Linked DNA regions of Zea mays: regions 1 and 3 are each linked to region 2. Evidence: chromatin contacts called from public Hi-C data. All regions are on one chromosome and are shown on one strand. The core of a region is the stretch at or near the end of the contact, and the rest is flanking DNA. Distances in the headings are between cores, read along the strand shown. Region 1 holds the start of LOC100283719. Region 2 holds the start of LOC100274968. Region 3 holds the start of LOC541969 (R2R3 Myb transcription factor MYB-IF35).

Region 1 (3,293 bases), core at 169-2,668, 130 kb after region 2:
AACCAAGTTAGTGAATGATTCAAAGCATGAAATATAGGAACATAACATACTAGTGGTATCAGAAATGATTTCAACACATCCTACATATGCTAGTTGCCAATCTCAACGGTAAAAAACTTTTATATATTGAAGTGAGGGTTGAGAGAAGAATGAGGAGGTGGTATAGACATCTGAAGTGAGGGTTGTGTGAATGAGCTCAAGCACTTCTCCATTCTGAAATTGCTACGGACCATGATAGCAATACGATGAGCGATACGGACTGGTCAATATGGATCGATCGTGACTCCAAAGCGGTCAGTGGGTACTGATCCTGCCGGCTGGTCGACGACCTCATAGACTGCGCCTGTGCCGCTCAACGCTAGCACACCATTGGCGGGTGTGATGCCCGACCGATAGGTTTGACACGTGTACGGAACATTGACACCAGTCTTATGTATGGGGATGCTGGAATGGTTGTCTTAACATACCATAGATGAATGAGGAAGGCTCACGTCACCACTTAAAATTTGGCACGTAGAAAAAAGAAAGTGCTCGCCATTTGATTACTCCCCTTTGGCATGCATGCCGTCGAATTAGGAAAATAGGTGGGCCATTAATCATAGGTCATCTTTGACGGTGTTAGCTAGACGAGCGTCGCTACACGTATGACTCTAGTGTTAAACTTAGGTACAAATAAGGCAACGTGTTTGACTCATGCTTCTTTAGTTCAGAACGAGAAGTAACAACAATTGTAGGTTAAGGTTGGTCTAATCCAGTTATACGGGTGGTGGATCGTACGTGAACCACTTTCGGTCATTCAACATTTGTGTTTCCGGTTGTAGAAGATGTTTTAATAGTTTGAGATCTCCTTGAACATTTCATCAAACTACTGGATTTATTTATTTATTTTTTGTGTCTTCAGTTACGGTAACCTTTTCGCTCTCCACCCACCCACACACCCACCCACTACCATACGCCGCCACTGACGCATCATAACGATCGAGTGTCTCTTCCATAACCTTTTCCGGTGGCCATCCTTAACAACCTCACCTCACTTGTGGCTGCATCTCACATGGTTGTCAAAATCTCGATTTTATAGTTGGATTTTGCGTCCTTACTATTCAGAATTAGCGGGTTTGATTCTTCGCTTCTGTTTTTTTTTTCTTCCACTGTCTTCTATAATTCGGACCGTATTCGACTTGGAATCCACGATTTTTCGATAACCTTTAGATCTGGATGCCTAATTTCTTATTAAGAAAATACCACACGCTGCAAAGAGAAAAAAAGGCTTTATAAAGTCGGAGTAGCCCACTACCGTTCGCATCAAGGAACGAAGTCTGACTGACTGACACAGGGGAAAGTAGCACTTGAGTACTGCTGCCTATATACACACACACGCGTATGGGGAAAAAAATCGACGCAGAAGCGGGCGCAGAGGCAGACGCATGCATGATGCATCGAGCCCCCCCAGCTCGCAGTCGCACCGGAGGAATGCTAACTGGAGAGCCACGCCTGCCGCGGAGGACCGGGACTAACTACGAGCTGCCGCGGCCGTTCCTGGTGCAGGTGGGACCCACCTCGCTTCCTTTCCTCCTTCCAGATTATTTAAAGCCATTTCCGTTGCGTCCAGGTCCAGGGTAGAGAGAGAGAGAGGGGATGGTGTGAGGGAGGGAAGGGAGCAAAGGCAAAGCAGCCAACGACCAGAGAGACACGGAGGCTCAGAGAGAGAGAGCGAGGAAGAAGAAGAGAAGAAGAAGATGGAGCAAGAGGAAGCGTGCTCCTCCTCGCTGCGGCAGTGCAGGATTTGCCACGACGAGGAGGACGAGCGGCGCTCCGCCATGGAGTCGCCCTGCGCCTGCTCCGGCTCCCTCAAGGTATGTGTCCTCCTCTATCCTCTATGCGGGCGGCTACAGCAGCATGCGGCGCATGACCTGATGATGCTCTGCGCGCGCTCCGCCTGCTGCGTGTCTCGTGAACTCGCTGCACCGGCCAAGCCATCTGAACGACGACGTGTCTGTTGTTCCTCCCCTCGCGCCTGCAGTACGCTCACAGGGGATGCGTGCAGAGGTGGTGCGACGAGAAGGGAAGCGCCGTCTGCGAGATTTGCCTCCAGGTTTGTTTTCGTCGCGCCCGAGTCGATCGCGCCCAGCAGCAATTTTCAGATTCCTTCGCCTGTTATTCACCCGCCGTCGTCGCTCACTGTTTTATCCACGCAACTTCTCCGCTTGTGTTGGACGGGGGAAATTTTGATCCGGGTGATGAAGGTTAAGCAATTTGCCCCCCCCCCCCCCCCCCCCCCCCCCCGTGCAAGTCTCCCCTGCTGATCACAGCGTGCAAAGTGCTTTTGTTTATTTATTTATTTATTGCAGCAAAGTATTGTACCTTTCTCAGAGTCCAAGTATTGTGAAGCTTCGCCTTTTGTCTAACAGCCGTGCTTTTTTTTACTGACAGAACTTTGAGCCAGGCTACACCGTTCCTCCCAAGAAAACCCAACCTGCTGATGTCGCGGTGACCATCAGGTGCCTCCTTCTCTATCTCTCTCTGGTAACTGTGCGCATTAAGGCTATCTATCAGGGCGAATGCTGTGCTTAATTGTAGGTGGTCACTGGTCAGCTGTAGTTGTTCCATAATATAGTAACTGTCATCAGAACATCCACTTCGCCCATTTCATTCATTCATCCATTCCTTCGTTCATTTTTGTTTGGCATCAACCTCATCTCATCTGAACCGAGCGCGGTTGCTGGCCAACCCATCTTTATCTCCCATTCCATCGATTGATTAAACGGAATCTGCCAGCGCGACGGGCACTTTAGGCGACCAAGACCAACCACCCGCTCTTGATAGCTCGTCGTCGCATCCGCATACTACCCACCAGCAAAATTCCAAGACGCGTCCCAGGCGGCGGCCCCCCTCGTTCTCATCCGCTGACGCAGCACAGCATGCGCTCTCACCCAAGCCCCTGATCCGGTCGCCACCATCTCCAGACCAAGCAAGAGACCAAAGCGCTCTGATCGAACAGTGGTGCTGGTGGCCTGGCGCACATTCCATTCTGGCAGTGGCAGTGGCAGGGCAGCTGTCTATGTCTATCGCAGCATGTTGTTCTTCGGGATTCCCGAGGCGGTCGGGGGTGGGAGCCCCTGTGTTTGTGTGTGTGTGGCGTGGCTGCCAGGTGGGTCCGGCCCAGCTGTTTCCGTTAGCCAGGCCAACCACCGGGTCCCAACTCCCAATCATTCTTTCGCCCCGCATGAGATGATGATGCCCTCGCACTGTTGCTGCACCTCTTCTGCTGTAGTGGACTACAAATGCAAGCCGTG
Region 2 (3,424 bases), core at 132-2,631:
GAGTGGGATTAAATCCACTTCTATTAAAGTTTGACTAGTGAGTGATTTAATTCCCTTCGATTCAGACGCAACCGAACAAGCCCTCGGTATAACTACGTTATCCCCATCTTTAGGAAGAACCGAAGCGCATAACTTTTCACATGAAAAAAGTAATTTTCACTTCCAGCAACCACTAACATTGAAATTTCTGATTGCATATATATGACTACATAGGAAGGGTTAGGTCTTCACAAACCTGTTGTTTGGTTGCTAACAGTCTCGGCGCCTGACTCAGCGCAGTCTGCATCGGTTGAAACGGACGATTTCTACTTCCCCACGCATGCAAGACAACGACGATAAAAAAAGTCTATCTTGCATCTGCGCGCACAGGCGCGATTGCTACCGTGCAGCCAACCAACCACATGCTCAAATGCGGTCAACGCATGAATGGAGCCTAGGCGCGGGTGGGCAGCCAACCAATCATGCACAAAGTGTATGCACACAACTTGGCCTCCCTCCTTTCAGCAAAAAAATACCACATCAGGTGTAACCATTGATGTACTCGTGCAACTAAAGACATCGCACGTTGAGCTGATTTAAAAAAATATCTACAAAATATGAGACAATAATTTGAAAAAAGAATATTTTTTCTGTCTTCGTTTTTTAGTTGCACGGTTAGACGAATGTATACAGTTGTACATGGTAAGTTCCTAAACATATAAACCAAAGAATGGGGTTTCCTACTCTCTCTAATAAGAAGAAAAAATCTAGGCCTCATAGATGGTATCCAGGGCGGGCCTCCATTGCCTGGGCCCAAATCCATGATCATGGGCCCGTTTAACAGCACACACAACCTCCTTTCTTTCAGCCGCGTCCTCTTCGGCGCTGACGTCCGGAAAGACCCTCCTGCCGCCGCCGGGCCTGCTCTTCCTCGAACCCTTCTTCCCAGAGACCAGCCTCCCGATGGCCTCGACCTCACGGCCGCCTAGCCGCGCACCGGCCCGGCCTGCCGGCACGAGGAGGTACACCACGCCAGCGCGCAGGACCTCGTCGGCCGCCATCGCCCGCAACCGTCGCTCCCTCGCCACGTCCGTGGCGCGAGCAACCACGTGCCCCGGCGCGTCGATCATCAGCTCCGCGACCGCGGTGTTCTCCTCGACCATCGTTCGGCTGCCGTCCGTCGCCCCGATGACCAGAGGCCGCGCGCCGGCACCGTTCCCGACGCACTGCGAGACAAGGTTGCCCATCCCGTCTCCTGACTAGTGGCACGCGCGCGACCAGCAGACCTTTGGTTCCGTTCCTCCTGGGAATCGAGAGATTGATAAGCTCCAACAGAACTGTTGCTTGTGAGTTGTGAGCAGAGGGAAGAGCTGATGGATGACCTGGATGGATGTGCTAGCTTGGCTTGGGCTCGTTTCCACGGGGCCGGTCTGCTTTATATCGTGGGTGCGGAGGCGATCAGCCGATCACAGGAAGCTTCCTGGAAGGAACCTGGTTCGGCCTGCGGCTGACACGTGGAGGAGCCGAGTGCGTGAAGGTGGAGAGCGCGCGTGTGGCTGGCCGTGGCGGGAGTGGGAGTGGGAGTGGCAGAGTGGAGTGTTCGGTACGAGCCTGACTTTGACTCGGCGTTGCCCGCGCACCAGCTAATACTTTTCAACACGGGAGGCTGATTTTTGAACGGGCGGAATATTTTAGGTCCTTTGTTTAAATCATACTGGCCTGGTCCATCATAGGAGGAGTTGTTAAGTATCTGTGTCATCCAGCTGAACTAGCGTCGCATGCAATTAACAGCTAGTTGCAGTGTAATATATTGAACTGCGAAGCATGGTATAATGCCGAGTCAGCAGATTGATCAGGTCGAGCCGGGCAGCACCGATGTTGAATGCTTCTAGTTAGCACGTTGTGTTTTTTATAAGAAAAGAAAAGCTAACGACGGTTTAGACCTAGTTTTGTCGTTAGTTTGTTCATCTTTTGCATATATGCAGAAGTCTTATGTCATGTTTGGCATGGCTTCAACTCCACAAATTTCTGCTCTACTCCTTAACTCCAAGTGGAGTAGGTTTCACGTGGAGTTGGAGCTGGCTAATAGGAGTTTACCATGCAGGGTGTTCATAACTCCACTGAGCAAACTTGTCCACGCTATGGCCATCTTGAACGTAGGCCCTGAGGCTGCCGGCCACCGTTTCAACCTACTCCACCACCTCGACTCCTCACACGGCGAGTCCCACACCATCTGCGATGCCTACCCCAAAGAACATTACCCGTTAGTAGCCTGTCTCGCGCGCCGCCTCTAGGCCGAGGCATAGAGCCGAGGCGGCCTACAACGTGCTAAGCCTCGCGCCACAGCTCTCCATGGGGCCACGTAGCAACGCCTCACTGCTTGCCACCGTCAGGAGCACCGGCGCGGAGGAGGCGGACCCAGGGCAGATATGGGTGTCATGGTTAAGGACAAGACGAAGGTCGTTGGCATCAGGAAGGGGCTAGAGAAGGGAGGCGTCGTGGTGACGACGAGTGTCAGCGCCGAGTTCAAAAGCGCCAAGTCAATGGTGACAATACGCATGTGGGCGAGCAAGATGGTCAAGTCCATCGCTAGCTTGGAACTCCCCATCTAGCCGCGGTGGGGGTAGGGGGCGAAGTGGCATCTCCCTGGCAGCTATGGCAACGAAACACAAGCAGGGAAGAACAAACGTGATAGGGTTGCCAAGAAATAACAAATATATTTTGTGTCATCAATGGCATTGATAGGTAAATACTATTAAACTTCATGCCTATGTCTATTTTGGAGTGGTTTGGAGCTAGAAAAGAGGTGCTCCAAACCACAATCTCAAATGAACTAGAGCTCCACCGACTCTATGGAGTTAGGCTACTCCAAAAAAAAGTGAAGTTAGGGTATTTGGCTGGCTCCACTTAACTCTAGTCTAGAGTTTGGAGTTGAAGTCATGCCAAACAGGGCCTTAAAACATCATTATATTGTGCTCTACGATGCATTTAGTCTTTGAGTTGTCAGGCTGTAGTTCGAAGTGGGGCCCAATAACTATAGATTTTGTTTTATAAAAACACATAAAGATATGGTAGACCGATAGCCAATCCCAACACGAAAGTAGCATGATAACCTTAAACCCTAGCCCTTGTCTAGAGATGGAAACGAAGACCCGATCATGAGGTCCTCGTTAGGAATTTGAAAGCACCAGGAGGAGAGGGTAAATAGGTGATCCTGTGAAAATGACTTAAAACAACACAGGCTTGGTCTATAAATGAAGTTAGTATAAACTAAAACCAAGTCTGGGTCAAGAAGGAGAGAAAAATGATCCCTTCACTTGATTTGTCTCTCAATATATGTATTAAACTTACAGCAATATCACAAGTGAAGTTAAACACTAAGGATGAAAAAATCACAATAAAGTAAATGAGACACGAGACATGACGATTTTTATTCTGTGGTTCA
Region 3 (3,125 bases), core at 188-2,687, 220 kb before region 2:
CTTGGAAAAACGAAAAACCCTTAGAAAATAGTGTTTTGGGAACACTATTTTTCTAAGGGATTCCTATTTTTATAAGAGAAAATGAATAATTTTCCTTAAAAAAATAAAAATCTCATGGGAAAACGAGGTTTCTAAACTAGCCCTTAGGATTGTTTTTAATCCGCCAATGGGAATGACCAACGATTGAGGCGCGGAGGAAAGAGAAACCGAAGAAATAATTCCCTGCGCTGCGGCTGCCCTCTTCTTTTCCATGGCGATGGCGGCACATTCTACGTGCGCGCACGAGGCCAACGAGGGCGGACGTAGAAAAGTACCGTGCACTCACTCGCCCCATGACAAAAAGTGGCCATTGACAAAGGTGACCGTCCAGTGTGCAGGGTTTTTGCTTGCTCGACCATCCTGTCCATGAAAGCACACGGGGGGGCGGCTTCCTCCTCTTCCGTCTCCGTCTAGAAAGAAATGTGTCTTGACCACGTTTCTACCTAGCCGGCCGGCAAGACGGCGGGTGCACCACGACACTAACTGGACATCCTGGAATGGCATTGCTAAAACCGCGACCTTTTCCGCACCTCTTCTAGTCTCTAAAACTACATTTCAACCATCTATATTTTTTTTGATGGAACAAAGATAGCATACTAGTCAAACAGGCTCTATCTGAATGAACAATTGAAGGGAGGGGGAGGGGCATCTACGCGCGGCCTGGTTTTGGCAACTCCGTGTTCCTCTGCCATTTGATTTTGGTTCCTTCTCTTTCAGTGGAAGGGGGGAACAGAGCTTCTTGGCACATGCCCTCCCGTTCTCACTTTGCACCAGATGGAGAGAGAGAGAGAAAAAAAAAAATATCAAGTAAATTGGACCTAGATTCGCCACTGTCGGTCGGTGGCATAATAAAGCGCACAGGGTTTTTCGTCCCCCTACTACGTACCGTGCAAGAACTCTGAACCCTGAAGCGGCCCAGAGCATGGATGGAGTTGATTAAGCGCAGGAATTAATCAAAGAGAAAAGATGGACTGTGGACACGGCCCAAGCAGCTCGAGGTTGAAGGAATCGAATGCCAGATAGTAGATAGATAGATAGGCATGGACAGGTACCTGTTGCCAAGCGTGGCGTGGAGCTTGATGATCATGTCCTCCTCCTCCTCCGAGATGTTCCCCCTCTTGAGACCCGCCCGCAGGTAGTTGATCCACCGCAGCCTGCAGCTCTTCCCGCACCGCAGCAGCCCTGCCAGCAAAACCAGCCTCAGCCCCCCTATTGCCAACACACAGAGCTAGCTAATATAACAAACTCGCCACTTCGATCCGTACCGGCATTCTTGGGCAGTGACCTCCACGATCCTTCCCCGTGCTCCTTGATGTACCTCGCCAGGACCTCGTCCTCCTCCTTGGTCCACCTCCCCTTCTTCAGCCCCACCTTCTCGCAGCACGGCGCCCTCCCCATCCGCTTCTCGCTGCTTGGGAGAGGAGATCGAGCGAGGAGGAGACAGGAGGAAGGGGAAGAGACCACCGCTGCAAGCTCTGCCACTGCGAGGAATGCGGTGCGGAGTGGGATGGCTGGCTGGCTGGCTGGATCTGAAAAGTGAAAAGGGCGAGAAGGGATTGCTCGGGGCTCTGCTGCTGGTGTCGTCCGTGCCGTGCATATACTACCTTTTACACACATTATATACATACACATGGCACACCAGGAAAGGTGCGTGGGACGTTTCACCGGGGGCACGTAACAACAAAAAGTCGTGGGCGCGGCTCGTCTGCGCAGAGAATTCATGGCCCTGGGCCTGACACGTGGAATGTCACAGAAGACCGGGGGGGGGGGGGGGGGGGGGGGCACCCCGTCGTTACGTGCACCCCCGGAGGTCCACGAGAGACACGCTCGTAATTGGAGGGGTTTTCGTCGCCCTAGGCCCTAGCGGTTTGTCTACAAGTAAGAATATTCGGTTTGTTTGAAGCTAAGAACATCGGAAGGGATCGGAGTGAGCTAAAATTATCTTTCTATTTAAAACTAAATAGTATAAACATTTTAGCTCTTTCAATTCTCGTCGGTATCCTCGCTCTCAATGTCTACCTGTAGTAGTTTCCAACTTCACCTAGGAAACACGAGTAATCAAATAAAACTGTAAGCTTTTTTGTTATTTTTTTTAATGCATACACGATACGATGCGTCTTCTCATGTCTTGTTCAGTATGGCAAAAAGGGTAAAAGCGAAGGCCTCAAACAAAAGGGCAGAGAAACCACATGCCCCTATACGTGTGACACAAGATCCTAGCCCTTCTTGTGCGTAGGTGCATGTGCAACTTGTGTCACATTCCGGACACTAGCTAATCAATCAGTTAGCTAGGCTGTACCAGCAGCAGAGCTTGGATTTACCGAATTACAAATCTCCTACTCACTCCAGTCACTTGCATGCTTGCTCCCCTTTCGCTTTTTTTCCCCTTCTCTTTTGCTCCGGAAAGCCGGACAGCTTTTTCACGTGCCCAGAAACAGAATATGTGCGGCCTTTTGATGCCTCGTTTTTACGATTTGGGGTGATTGCTGGCTGGGCCCGGACGGAGTGCAGTTTTCCCCACGTGCTTTCTCTGATTCTGCAAACCCATGCATGCACGCAGAGAGGGCAGAGGCAGTCTACATGTGCGGATGTGCGTCCCCCCATGCATGATGGCCTTGTGGCATCTTTCAGTGACCAACAGCAGCACAAAATCTTGTTTGTTTGGTTATATATATAGTTTGTATATTTGGAGCCATGTGCTTACAATAACTAGAGGAAGCACTGACTCGATCAACGGTGTCATCCAGTTCAGTCGCATCAGGTTCGGACGACTATAAAAACACCTCTAGGCTGCCAGTGATTAGATTTTAGCAATGGCGGCGGCGGCGATTTCCTCGGACGTGCGAGCAGCAGCGATCCCGGTGGCCAGCGGCGGTGGCGCCCTGAGGCGGGTGACCGGTGGCGACGCTCTCGAAGCGTATGAGCGGCGGCGGCGCACCCTAGGCTCGGTGGCGACGACGGTTGCGCGAGGCGCGATGGTGGCCCTGAGGGAGGTGCGCACGCGACGACGGATCCCAGAGGCGCGCGCGTCCCGGAGTGGCGCAAGCTGGCATCCCACCTCCCGCGACGACGACGGACTTCTCTAG

Evidence for each region. Hi-C and Micro-C count contacts between places; a contact is called where the count stands out from the background.
Region 1: a contact with region 2 is called in a Hi-C map of endosperm, with 4 times the contacts expected there. The contact joins the promoter of LOC100283719 here to the promoter of LOC100274968 in region 2. A contact is called at or near these places in 6 of 25 Hi-C or Micro-C datasets (bundle sheath, ear, endosperm and 3 more).
Region 3: a Hi-C map of bundle sheath shows a contact between it and region 2, with 3 times the contacts expected there. The contact joins the promoter of LOC541969 here to the promoter of LOC100274968 in region 2. A contact is called at or near these places in 5 of 25 Hi-C or Micro-C datasets (bundle sheath, ear, leaf and 1 more).

The regions. Positions count from the first base shown.
Region 1 is chr3:54,602,753-54,606,045 of Zm-B73-REFERENCE-NAM-5.0, reverse strand. It overlaps LOC100283719, which reads left to right and starts at 1,418. Exons shown (of 8, transcript NM_001371961.1): 1 at 1,418-1,545; 2 at 1,610-1,853; 3 at 2,021-2,092; 4 at 2,431-2,498. The coding sequence starts at 1,737.
Region 2 is chr3:54,736,543-54,739,966 of Zm-B73-REFERENCE-NAM-5.0, reverse strand. It overlaps LOC100274968, which reads right to left and starts at 1,381. Exons shown (of 1, transcript NM_001149201.2): 1 at 685-1,381. The coding sequence starts at 1,226. The coding sequence ends at 747.
Region 3 is chr3:54,959,945-54,963,069 of Zm-B73-REFERENCE-NAM-5.0, reverse strand. It overlaps LOC541969 (R2R3 Myb transcription factor MYB-IF35), which reads right to left and starts at 1,437. Exons shown (of 3, transcript NM_001111622.1): 1 at 1,305-1,437; 2 at 1,092-1,221. The coding sequence starts at 1,437.